Regions from separate parts of the Mus musculus genome. Here regions 1, 2 and 3 are each linked to region 4. A link is a contact called in public Hi-C and promoter capture Hi-C data. All regions are on one chromosome and are shown on one strand. Each heading gives the region's core, a stretch centred on a gene start, on an enhancer-like site or on the middle of the called end of the contact. The rest is flanking DNA. Distances are from core to core; before and after follow the strand shown.

Region 1 (3,138 bases), core at 367-2,866, 1.1 Mb before region 4:
AGCTGGCCTTGAACTCTCCTGATCATGGGGATAGACTGGGATGATAAATACATGTGGTCACACATAGCATCACTAGCTTGGGATTTGGCAACAATACCTGAATCCATTCTGTTTGCTCCTCAGAGCTTCCTAGGGGAACAGGTGTAGCTCCGATCTCTGACCAGGGACCCAGAAGTGTTCTCTTGAGGCCAGACGTGCTTCAAGGGTTAGGAACACTGACTGTTCTTCCAGAGAACCAGGGCTTAATTTCCAAGACCTTCCTGGGAGCTCACAACCACTGGTCACTTCCATGCCAGCAGATCCAATGTCCTTCTCTGGCCTCTTTGGGCAACAGACAGACATAAACATGGTACATAAACATTCATAAAGGCAAAACTCAACCACATAAGTGAAAACTTTTAAAATTCAAAGCTGTAGTCCCTGTATGCCAGGCCTACCTTTACTCTTACCATGGCAACTTAGGGCTGTCTTACTGGTGCAGAATGAACTCCAGAAGCTGAGGAGGAGCACTGGCAACAGATGCTGCTGGTATTCTTGTCTTCAGGGAAGGGAGGGGGTCATAGGGAGTTTGAGGCCAGCCTGGTATACAGAATGAAATCCTGTCTATAAATAAGTTGAAATGTAATGGCACACACCTTTAATCCCCACACAATGGAGGCAGAGGCAGGTGGATCTCTGATACCAGGACAGCCAAGGGGTACACAGAGAAACTATCTCAAAGAGCCAAAATAAATTCCAGGCTGTGAAGCAGATGTTGCCCACTCCACCCTCCTCCCAGGACTGTCAGTTCCTCTGTAAGACTGAGACCAAGTACTGTGCCAGAGTTCTGCCTGACCTGAGGTCTCCAGCCTGCATGACTGCACTTGCCACAGAGCACACATATACACCAACCACCATCTACTTAATGGGCTCTGGAGTTCCCCAGCCTGCGCTCTCTGTGATTTCCCACCCTAGCTGTTCTCCTAACCCATCTTCTCCCCAACCCCAAGGAAAACCCCCTGCATCCTGTTGCCTCACCTCACCAGTTTTGGCAGAGGCTTCTAGGGTCATTTCTCTGAGGTGTCAGTCTAGAGTCTGCTGCCCAGCAGTACTTAAGACAAAGCAGGAAGGACAAAGGACAAGTGGCCACTTAGCCATCACCAACCAGTCCTGCCCATGTTCCTGCAGCTGCAGCAAACAGGTTCTGGACCTGGCCAGGTGCTATATGCAGGCCCTGACCTGGCTCCATTCCTGCCATTGTGCTGGACCATGTGACATGAGTAGGCCTATATGGGCTTCAAATGTGAAAGGCCCCAGACTTGTGTGTGCCCATTTCATACAGACATTCTTGGAGAGATGGGGAGGGGATGGGCAGACCCAAGACAAAAGTCCAAGAAGCCTAGAGCACAGGGTCCACCATCAACACTGCCACCTGGGTGGGTAGTCCCCACCCCCAGCTTCCCCAAAGCTATTTGAAGCAGGAAGAAGAAAAATAGACTGAGTTACTTCCTCCTGTGATATTTATTCCCATCACCTCCCCCAGCATCTGACCCTAGCTCAGGAAAGCACTTTTAATTCCCGAGGGAGGTGAGTGGGCGGGGCTGGCTACTTTTAAGGGGAGAGTCGCAGAGGCTCTGCTCTGCAGTCCTGCCCAAGAGAGCTGAAGGTAGAGCTACATGGAGGGTGGTGGCAATGACTGGAACCCAGAACCCAAGGCTGGAAAGCAGGAGGGGAGGGAGCCAGGCCATAATGGTCAAGATTAGGTCTGGGGAAATACATGCCCAGAGAGGAAGGAGGGAGACAGGCTGGGGATCCCTGGCCCCACCACATTGACCCCCTACTTCTTCACTCAGACAGCAGCTGCCACTTGAGCCATGGCTGGGCTGGGTAAGTGAGCAGCCAAGAGGAGGAGGGAGTGCTGGGGTTACGGCTGACTCCTGCACTTCTGGTGCCTATGTGCTGACCCTGTCCTTTTGCCAGCCCTGCGTCTTGTCCTGGCGGCCACCCTCCTTGGTCTGGCAGGCTCTCTGGACTGGAAGGCAGCCTCCAGCTTGAACCCTATTGAGAAGTGTATGGAGGACCACGATTATGAGCAGCTACTCAAGGTGGTGACCTTGGGCCTCAATCGGACTTCGAAGCCCCAGAAGGTGGTAGTGGTTGGTGCAGGCGTGGCAGGGCTGGTAGCAGCCAAGATGCTCAGTGATGCAGGACACAAGGTGAGAAGTGCTGCCTGTAGTCCTCAGGGAGCCTTTCCTGCTGCTGGTGGGGAGTCCTGGGTAGTGTGACGGAGAGAAGCTACCCTTTCCTAGAGCCCCCATTTCATTGACCCACTGCACTCCACTTACCCGTCCTGGAGGGAAGGCCTACTTCCTCTTCTTAATGTAACTGTCAAGAGTTGAGATGGGGATTTGGAGGTAAGGGGCCTGAGAAATCCTCAAGGGAGAGTATCCCTCACCTAACCCTAGGAATGAGATTGGGCCAGCCCCAACTCTTCTGTACAAACTAGGAAATCCCCCTCTTCCTGCCTTAAGCTGGGAAGTCCCTCTACAGTCCATCTGCTAGTCTTCCTGCTACAGTCTTGAGACCTTTCTTTCCGAGCAGCCCCTCCTACCCAGAAGAAAGGCCCTTCTATTCTAGGTGTCCTTTACTATTGGGGGCAAGACAGGCAGGGGCTAGTGGGAATGTAGTGAGGGAGCTGAGGTCCCTGTTGGCCGCTTTTCTTTAGGTCACCATCCTGGAGGCAGATAACAGGATTGGGGGCCGTATCTTCACTTTCCGGGATGAGAAGACAGGCTGGATAGGGGAGCTTGGGGCCATGCGAATGCCCAGCTCTCACAGGTGAGGTCCCACCTACCCAGGCAGCAGAGCCCCACCTCTACACCAAGGTTTAGCCAGAGCCCAGTTCCATACCCACTCCCACATTTTGCCAACTCCCGTCCCAGATTCAGGCTCAGCCAATCCCAGCCTCATTCTTGGTCTGGGCTCAACCAGAAGCAAGCTCTATCCCCAGTCCAGGCACCAGTATCTGTGTTTTGAGGTAATGCTTATAGAACTTTGGGCTTCAAGCTACACCTCCAACTCATCTCCAGTTTCACCCCTATTCCCACCCAGTCAAAAGTTGGGTCTAGACCTTACTTCCACTCACACCCCTCAGTAATG
Region 2 (2,838 bases), core at 101-2,600, 1.5 Mb before region 4:
TGGCCTTGCCTCTCTCTACCATCCGTGTCCCAAGGTGGGATCCCCCTCAGCTCTGGCTGACCAGACCACAGAGCAGCAGCTCCTGGAGGCTTCAAAGCGCTGGGGCCACACTGTGTTTGTGGCCCGAGGGGCCCTATGGGGCAGTGAAGACATCAGCAGACTGGATGCAGCCGGAGGCCTCCAGGTGAGGACTGTCTGGGCTGCCAGACGGAACATGTAAGAGTCTCAATCTCCTGACCCTGCCATTGCTTCCAGAGCCTTCGAGTCACCATGGCCACACATCCTGATGGCTTCCGGCTGGAGGGACCCCTGGCTGCAGCCCACAGTAGTGGGCCCCGCACAGTGCTCTATGAGGGCCCTGTGCGTGGGCTCTGTCCCTTGGCCCCCCGAAACTCTAACACCATGGCAGCTGCTGCCCTGGCTGCCCCCAGTCTAGGCTTCGACCGTGTCATTGGGGTGCTTGTGGCTGACCTTAGGTAAGCACAGGGCGTAGGTGGCACAGCTGTGTACACTCCGGGTGGACTGACTGCACTTCTCTGCCGGCTGCAGCCTCACCGACATGCACGTGGTGGATGTGGAGCTGCTAGGACCCCCAGGGCCTTCAGGTCGCAGCTTTGCCGTGCACACCCACAGAGAGAACCCAGCCCAGCCTGGCGCTGTCACCGGCTCTGCTACTGTTACAGCCTTCTGGCACAGCCTACTGGGTGCGGCAGGCCCCTCCAAGGGTCCCTTGGCGTTTGTGCTCGGCAGAGCTCACATGTTGGGTGTCCCAACCCCAGTTTTCTGTCTTTTCTCATTCTTAGTTCTCACTCCCAGGCTCTATGAGCCTCTCTTTCCCCGCCCCGCTTTCTCTCAGCATCTGGGTCCCCCTCTAGGTCTCTACATCCACATGCCACATCTCTTTCTGAGTATCCTCCTTGACTTGTACCACATTACCTTTTCCAAAACCCACGTCCACCATGGCCACCTGCATGTGTCTGTGTTGTCATCCTAGTTTTTCATTCTCCCCACAGGCTGCTGTCAGCTCACCTCCAGACCTGGGATCCACCTCTGCTGAGTCTCCTCCCCTACTACCCTTACTGTCATATTGACAACTATGGGTCCCAGTAAACATCAGAGTTCAGCCCACTGTTCTCTTTGGCCTCTTTGGTTCCTTGTCCCCACCTCTATGTCGTCACGCTTCAGCTACACACTGAGTATGACGCCATAGCAGCAGCGTGCGAGCTCATACACAAACCAGCCCCCTGAAAGCTATCGCGAGATCACTCGTTACCACAACTCCCAGAAACCTCTAGGCAGCAGTGAGCCCTGGGAGAGAACGAGAACTGGCTGCTTTGTCCGATGGGAGTTGTAGTCCCACGCGGCAGAGCAGCCCCGGAGGACTTCCGGACTGCGCGTCCTATTTAGACGCCCTACGGAGGCCTTCGGGAATCGCAGTTCGGCGCGCGCAAGTCGCCGGGAGCTGTAGTCCCTTTCGCCTGCTCAGTCAGCGTGCTACCACCCGGTCGCTGCCTAGGGAATGCGAAAGCGGTCGGTCCCGGGGAGCAGAAAGGCCGGCGGGGTGAGGGCCAGGCGGGCGACAAGCAAAGGCGGGTGGGAGTGTGCCTGGTTGCCAGGTGACAGGAAAAGGTGGGGGCTCCTGTTGCTTAGTAACTGGTAGAGGGCCTCGTTGCCAGGTGAAGGGAGGCGAGAACCCTGGTTATTGAGGAGGGGAAGTCTTTCGTTGCTAGGCGACCAGAAGAGACCCTGTTACCCAGAGACGGGAAAGGAGGAGTCCTCCATTGCTAGGTGATCAGAAAACGGACCAGGATACCCAGAGGGTGGGGTTGTTCTGTTGCTTGGGAACTAAAAAGGTATTGTTTCCTAGGGACAGAAGGGGTGGTAGTCCATTGCTAGGTGATGATGATCAGGACCCTTTTGCTTGGAGACATGTAGTGGGGGTGGGTCTCTATTGCCAGGTGAGCAGATGAGAGCCTCTACTCCCCCCACTCCCAGGACTGGGCTCAAAAGGTGTCTCTGTGCTCTGGAGACAGCCTGGGAAATAGGGTCAGGGCCTCACGGCCTCCTAAGCTAGCCCCAGTGCCCATCTCAATGTCCATTGCCCAGGGACCCAGGAATCTAGAGAACCGAATGAGCAAGATCCTAGGTGCCTAACACCTCCTTGTCCCACCCCGCAGCAGGAGCTGAGGAGGGCATGTCTCAGGCTCCGGAAGCAAGGCCGAGTCCACCCTCAGTGTATCATGAGCGGCAGCGGCTAGAGCTGTGTGCTGTCCATGCTCTCAACAACGTCCTTCAAGAGCAGCTCTTTAGCCAGGAGGCTGCCGACGAAATCTGCAAGAGGTGACTGCCATTGTTCCCCGCCCTGGAAGAGCAGGGCTCAGAGAGGCACGGGAGCCTTCCTGGGACCCTAGCAGGGCCAAGGCTCCGATCCAGGAGCTGTTGCCTGCCCTCCCACCTGCTGCTTCTCACAGCCTCAGCCCCAGCTTTGGCCTCAACCTCTCTTATCTGAGCCTCTGTCACAACCTCCCAGCTGTCTGTTTTTCTTCTCCTGGTCGTCCTACACACAGCCCCACAGCTGCTTGCCCCCTCCTCTGCTTCTATCCCTCTTTGGTTCCCCAGAACTCCTAGGGACTAGCCCCGGGCCTTCAGGCTGAACTCAAGGCCTTGTGTGCTCGGGTCCTTGCCTACCTTTCTGCAGCTTCATCCTTCGATGTACTCCTAGGCCTCCAACAGGCTGTTCCCATGTTACACAAGGCATTTTTTTCCCCTTCTTGGTCCCTTTGTTTGCGCCTCACAATTTCAACCATCACTTTTGTAAGAAACTTTCTTGAATCTCTC
Region 3 (2,881 bases), core at 313-2,812, 1.5 Mb before region 4:
TTTAAAGAGAAAAAGTAAGGCAGTTAGGAACTAACCCAGCGGAAGTCATACAGTGTGCTGAGCTGGCATTAAACACGCATGCATTTTCCCGAGTCGCACAGATGGCTGGTTCTTGCTGCAGCTGCCTCGCAGCATCTGAGCTGCCTCAGACTCACAGTGTTTCTTTGAAGATGTGTCACGTGAAGCTGGCAAGCCCATCTGTGTGCACATTTCTGAGTGTGTGTCACCGCCTGGTCAGGCTGAGCTCCATGGCTGGCATGGAGCTGACTAGCCACTAAGGCCGTTCGCCGCACCTTTGGTGGCCAGGCCCCCGTGCATGCTTCCTCAGACTCCTGTGAGAAGATGCTAGCAGCATAAACATGGACCCTGGATGGAGCCAGCTATCTTTTTCGGAGGCTTCTGATATATAACAACTGCAAATTGCATGCATACGCTACAAGGGGAAGAGTTGCTTTGAACCCAGAGTCTCAGATATGCCAAGCAAACACTGGTTTTTTAGGCTATCAGACCAAGCGCTTTGCTTTCCTGGGAGATTCTACTAGACAAAGGCTCCACTTCTCATCAATGCCCCCAGCTCCTCACTGGAGGATTCTAGACAGGGCTTCTACTGCTGCACTACATCCCCAGCTCTCTCTTATTTTTGGACAGGGTCTCACTCAATCTGCAGAGGCTGGTCTTGAACTCATCCGTAGCCCAGGTTGACCTGGAACTTTCTATCCTCTTCCCTCCCCATCCAGAGCAACTGGGATGAAAGGTCTCTGCCATCAGGCCTTGGAAGCTGTGTTTATTTTGTATAACTGGCTGGCGGGAGGACAATAGCAATTGAGTGAGACACTAACTTCCAAGCCACCCCTCTGGGCTGCTTTTGTGTAGATCAGGACCTCGTGGGAGGAATTGAATCTCCACGGGCCTCAATTGTTCTGTGAAATGGGAATACCTTGATTGCATTCATCCTTATACCAAAGTGAATATTCCATGAGAAGCCATCTTCAAAGCTCTTAACTCCTAACATTGGTAATGGTGAGTGGCAATTTTCATTAGCTGCTATTAATGTGGTAAAAACCGGATGCTCTGTGCCTGTAAGTAGTCATTAAGCACCCACTTGGTGCCAGTGTTTTTGATGCACACTGACTGGTTTCTCAAACTACATCCCTTAGGAGATAATTTCATTGTATTGTGCTGGACATCGGGATCTGGGATGCTAAGAGTCTCAAGGGGACTAGGGCAGGATTCAAATCCAGTGCCTGTGGCTCTACCTAAAATATGAGACTTACTGTGGCCAGCTTTCATTCCAGCCTGCTCAGCTGTAAACCCTGAGATCTTGCTCCCTGGAGAAAGGAGTTTTTGTGGCCTGGGACCTCTGAATCCTAACCTTCTAGTTCCCTCAGGTGGCCTCTCAACTGGGGCGAAACTGCAACCAGAGTCCAGGGAGGTGCACACTAGGGCCATACGGATTTTGGCTTTTGGGTTGCATGGGCTGGCGGGGGAGGGGGGGGGAAAGGGCTTGGGAGGAGCCGAGGAGCTGCGACAGGGGTGGGGAGGAGCCAGGCGGGCACCGCGGCAGCGGGCAGGCGGGCGCGCGCGCGCTCCGGGCTGCAGCAGCCGGGGCTCCGGTGAGTCCGCCCCTCCCCCTCCCCCGCCCCAACCTCATCCCAAGGGGGCGGCCCCAAGTGGGGGCGCGGAGGTCGGTGCAAATAGGGGCGCATCTGGAGCTGGGGAGCTGAGTCTGCAGTGCCAGCTGGACGCTCCAGGGGAGGGGCACGTGGCCCTGGAAAAAGGGGGATCTTGATTCCAATACACCTGGGTGCACTTCACCCTTGCCCACCCATCCCCAGAGTATGGGGATTAGTGACCCATCTCATGACCCCTAAGTGATTAGAGCTACGTGACCTCTGGAGATCTTGGACTCCTTTCCCCTCTCCTGCAGCGTCTTGGGACCCTGACATTTTAACCCTTCCAGCACCACTCCCCCAAAAAATCCCATATTCTGCAGACCGGAGACGCATTGAGGACTTCAACTCCCAGCAGCCCTTGCAGCTCTGGTGCGATAAAGCTGCAGTAGCACTAGCAGCAAGACCAGCTGGGAGTTGTAGTCCCTAAGCTTTTAACTAGCTGCTGGGGGCACGGAGGTGGGAGGGGGCGGCTGGACCTCACCGGGGTCATCTGGGGTCGCGCAGCTACTTCGAGTCGGGCAAGATGCAAAGCTTGGGCTGATTTTTTCCCTCCCGATTTGGGTCCCTAGATCAGTCACCAGCCCCCCTTCTTGCCACCTGGCAAGCGTGGAGACCGGTCCGCAGCGGCTAGGCTCGTCCACCCTGCAATCCCCATGGGCTACCGCCCCCCGCCGCCTCGGCTGCCACCCAGGACAAGGCAGGGGTAAGCACAGGTGAGTCTGACCCTGGCCAAATGGCAGTCAGTCTTCCTTAGCAGCCTGGCTTCTCTTGACTGTCTGGCCCTCGTTCTTTCCCTCGGGGGGGGGGGGGGCTCTTTCCCACCGATGTCTAATGTCTAGCTCCAAACCTTACCTTGTGTTACTCCCTCCTCGCCCACCTCCACCTCTCTCTCCTGTTCTCCTTTTTTTTTTTTTTAAACTGACCATGCTTCTGTCTGTCTGTGTTCCCAACTCTCTTCTCTTGCCTTGTATCTGAGGTCTCCAGCCATTGTCTGGTTGTCCAACCTGGAATTCAGCATCTTTTCTCTCTCTCTTCTGATCTACCTGTGTCTCATTGGAAGGTATTTCTGCCCACACCCCTGCCTCCCTGGCTTCACTTCTCTCTGTGTGTGCACCATGTCTCGGATATAATGAAGTACACGCTGTTCCCCAGCCTCTGTCCTGAACCTCTATACTCCGAATTCTGTGTCTATCTTTCCCTGGCTACCC
Region 4 (2,818 bases), core at 250-2,749:
ATGCTCACCATTCTCACTGACGTTACTGCAGGCCCATGTTTGAGTGGTGGTGTTCCACGTGCAGTCATACCACAGGTTCAGGGACTCTTTGTCTGGGAGAGTCCACCAGGACTGGAAGGGACAGAGACCGGGGAGGGTGAGGTGAGACACAGGACAAAAGATGTCAGGGAGAGTGGGGATGACTCCTGATGGCCAAATGCATGGGCTAGGCCAGGGGAAAGTACACACGCAGAAGTAAGAGTAGGGAAGGGGAGGAGTGGGGAGGAGGAGGCACAGAGGTAGGGAGGAAGGGAAGCAGAGGCAGGTAGGTGGGGTCTTAGAGATGGGCTATATCTGGGGTTCCCAGTGAGCTGGAAACTTACCTTGTCCAAAGTGGCCACAAAAAGCAAGACAAGAATGAGGATGTGGAGGGCAGAGACCACCAACAGGAGGAGTGACATGGCTGCCAGATGTCTGGCTCAGGGCAGGAGAGGCAAGCCTGCAAAGGGTGGGAGCACTCAATCCTAGGGGAGGAGGGCTGGAGAATGGCTTTCTAAATCAGAGAGGAGGGCCAGGGAGGTAGGGAAGTCTCTGGTGTGAGGGAGAAGGGGAGTAGGCCGAGCAGTTCCTCCCTGGGGAGAAGGGCAAGCCAGGGGACTCCTGCTCTTGGAGGCGGGCAGAGACTGTCCTAGATGGACTTTTGGGAGACAGAGGAACGGGCAGGACTAACAGTGAGCTGGTGCATCTTCAACACTCTGTCCCTGGGCCGTGTGGGTCTCCATATGAACCATCAGGAGCAGGAATTGCCCCCGGGACAGGCATCCTTGACTCACTGACTCTCTTCTTTCTCCTGGAGTGAGTCACGAGTGACTCATCCCCCCTCCCTCCAACACCAGGGAAATGCCAGCCTCTGGCTGAGTCTCTGGTCCTCACCCGACCTGACTGCAGACCCCGGCTCTAGACACTCAGGGAGGTGGATTTGCAGCAGGGAGGGTGTGGTCTGAGTGGAGAGACCACCTCCTACCACCCTTCAGTGTCCAGAGAACTCAGCCAGCCCTGGGAGCCCTCCTGCACCCCTTCATCTAAGAAGGGAGTGGAAGACCCCAGGGAGAAGCCACAGGACATTCTTCATGGTGGGCTCTGTTGGGACAAGTCTCATAGACAGCTCTAAGCTCTCCTGTATTCCCACTACAAAGGCTGAGAGATCAGTTCTTCAATTACCAGTCTCCTCTGGAGCTAAGAGTGGAGGGTCTCTTCCTGCCTAAGGTGCCCCGCCCATGGTGCCATGCCGCCCAGTAAATAAAGCCCCATCTGAATAACGGATTGAAAAACTTACCGAGAGTTGCTGAAGAAGTCAGAGTTGGAGTCTGTCCTCGTTGGGCCTCTTGCCCCGCCCTTCTGCTCCCTCCTTCCACTCTGAGGCCCCCGCCTCCCTCACCGCCTTCCTCCCACCCTTTAATACCCACCCTTCTCCGTCTGCCTTCTCCCTCCCTCCCTTTCTCTCTCTCCTCTGGTGGTTTTCTGCTTCTCTCGACTCTCAATATATACCAACCCTTTTATATCCACTTTAGCCTCGCCCAGCTGAGGTCTCCAGTCAGGGGAGGGCACGAAATCTTGGTTCCTTATTCTCTGCCCACCCAGTCACACAGAAGGCATGTTCTGGGACCTCCTTTCAGGGCTCAGATGAGAAGTCCTTGAGGCCCTGGGGTGGAGCATGTTACCTTCTTGGACTGGATGCCTGCTCTCTTTGATGAAGTTTGGGGCAGAGTAGATGACACAAGAATCTGTAGAAGGCCAGATCCTGTGACACAGATCAAACTTTGGGCTGGCTCATGGCAGGACAAAAAGTATGAAATTACGGGAAGGAGCAGGATATAGCTTTAAAGAATGCCAATGTTGCCATTCCATGGTTGTGTGGCCTGGGATAGATTATTTCACTTACTTGGGCCTCAGTTTGCTAATCTATATAGTGGGTATAATACACAGTCAATAAAGAAAATAGACGGATGGCAATAATGACTAGGTGGGCAGATGCTAATTTAAAAAGGATAATCCTGGAAAGCTTCTTGGAGGAGGTGCTATTTGACCTGAGTCATTTGGATACTAGGGAGAAAATGTCCCAAGCTTTGAGAAGAAACGCTGGCCGTTTGGAGAGCAGACAGAATGGCCAGTGTGTCTGGAGCACAGAGAGCGTAGGGTGTGGTGAGCGGGACAGCAGAGGATTCACTTGGAAGTCATGGAGGAATCAGGATTTTACTGTAAGTGCTGTGGGAGGCCATTAGAATTCTCACAGCACTCTAGTCCCAGGGTTATAGTGTGAACTATCATTTATTCTCAGAGTTAGGGGCTGTGGGTGATGAACTAGGACTGATGAAGTTAGGGCTGGGGATCTGGATGATGGTGCTAGAGCTGGGTGTGATGACCTAAGCCTGCAGGGGTGAGTGACCAGCTGGCTTGGGGATTGCGAGACTGGGAGCTGGGTACCACACAGCACAGCCTCTGCAGCATCCATTGGCAGTGTGACCATAGGCGTTACTGATGACGTCTCCACTATTTTCCTTCATCTGTAAAAGAGGGATAGCATCGCGGCTAGCTTAGATCTAGAGCAGTGCCTGGTAATACTGTACAACTTAGAGCGGGCTTTGGAGCCCCGAGTGGAGTCGAGGGAACTCTGGCTCTAGTAATTGGAGAAAGGGCAAAGACTTGAGGCCAGTGCGTCCGGAAGCTAAAGTTTGGAATCTTAAATGAGGATGGATGGAGGAGGGGGACAGAAACAAGGGGAAGTCTAACTCTGACCCTGGAGAGAGTAGAGAGTGGGTCACTGAGGACAAAATTGGGG

The links. Hi-C and Micro-C count contacts between places; a contact is called where the count stands out from the background. Capture Hi-C pulls out chosen DNA fragments and counts their contacts.
Region 1: a Hi-C map of B cells shows a contact between it and region 4, with 5 read pairs. The contact joins the promoter of Il4i1 here to the promoter of Emp3 in region 4. A contact is called at or near these places in 6 of 39 promoter capture datasets (the 3T3-L1 cell line, erythroid cells, hippocampal neurons and 2 more), 2 of 484 Hi-C or Micro-C datasets (B cells and uterus) and 3 of 115 datasets of contacts at active chromatin or transcription factors (Th17 cells, heart atrium and large pre-B cells).
Region 2: a contact with region 4 is called in a promoter capture Hi-C map of liver, with 2.4 times the contacts expected there. The contact joins the promoter of Josd2 here to the promoter of Emp3 in region 4. A contact is called at or near these places in 1 of 484 Hi-C or Micro-C datasets (B cells), 1 of 115 datasets of contacts at active chromatin or transcription factors (pancreatic cancer cells) and 2 of 9 other capture datasets (adipose tissue and liver).
Region 3: a promoter capture Hi-C map of adipose tissue shows a contact between it and region 4, with 2.9 times the contacts expected there. The contact joins the promoter of Syt3 here to the promoter of Emp3 in region 4. A contact is called at or near these places in 2 of 9 other capture datasets (adipose tissue and liver).

What each region holds. Positions count from the first base shown.
Region 1 is chr7:44,834,672-44,837,809 of GRCm38.p6, forward strand. It overlaps Il4i1 (interleukin 4 induced 1), which reads left to right and starts at 1,617. Exons shown (of 8, transcript NM_010215.3): 1 at 1,617-1,645; 2 at 1,833-1,866; 3 at 1,960-2,195; 4 at 2,705-2,817. The coding sequence starts at 1,854. Il4i1b (interleukin 4 induced 1B) reads left to right here. Exons shown (of 9, transcript NM_001171024.1): 4 at 1,960-2,195; 5 at 2,705-2,817.
Region 2 is chr7:44,466,630-44,469,467 of GRCm38.p6, forward strand. Josd2 (Josephin domain containing 2) reads left to right here and starts at 1,351. Exons shown (of 5, transcript NM_001205071.1): 1 at 1,351-1,561; 2 at 2,178-2,340. The coding sequence starts at 2,195. It overlaps Aspdh (aspartate dehydrogenase domain containing), which reads left to right. Exons shown (of 7, transcript NM_026690.1): 4 at 35-184; 5 at 256-476; 6 at 550-704; 7 at 1,014-1,122. The coding sequence ends at 1,057.
Region 3 is chr7:44,382,564-44,385,444 of GRCm38.p6, forward strand. Syt3 (synaptotagmin III) reads left to right here and starts at 1,563. Exons shown (of 11, transcript NM_001114116.1): 1 at 1,563-1,613; 2 at 2,243-2,386. It also overlaps a transcript of 1700008O03Rik not described here.
Region 4 is chr7:45,919,927-45,922,744 of GRCm38.p6, forward strand. It overlaps Emp3 (epithelial membrane protein 3), which reads right to left and starts at 1,500. Exons shown (of 5, transcript NM_010129.2): 1 at 1,316-1,500; 2 at 363-478; 3 at 9-111. The coding sequence starts at 440.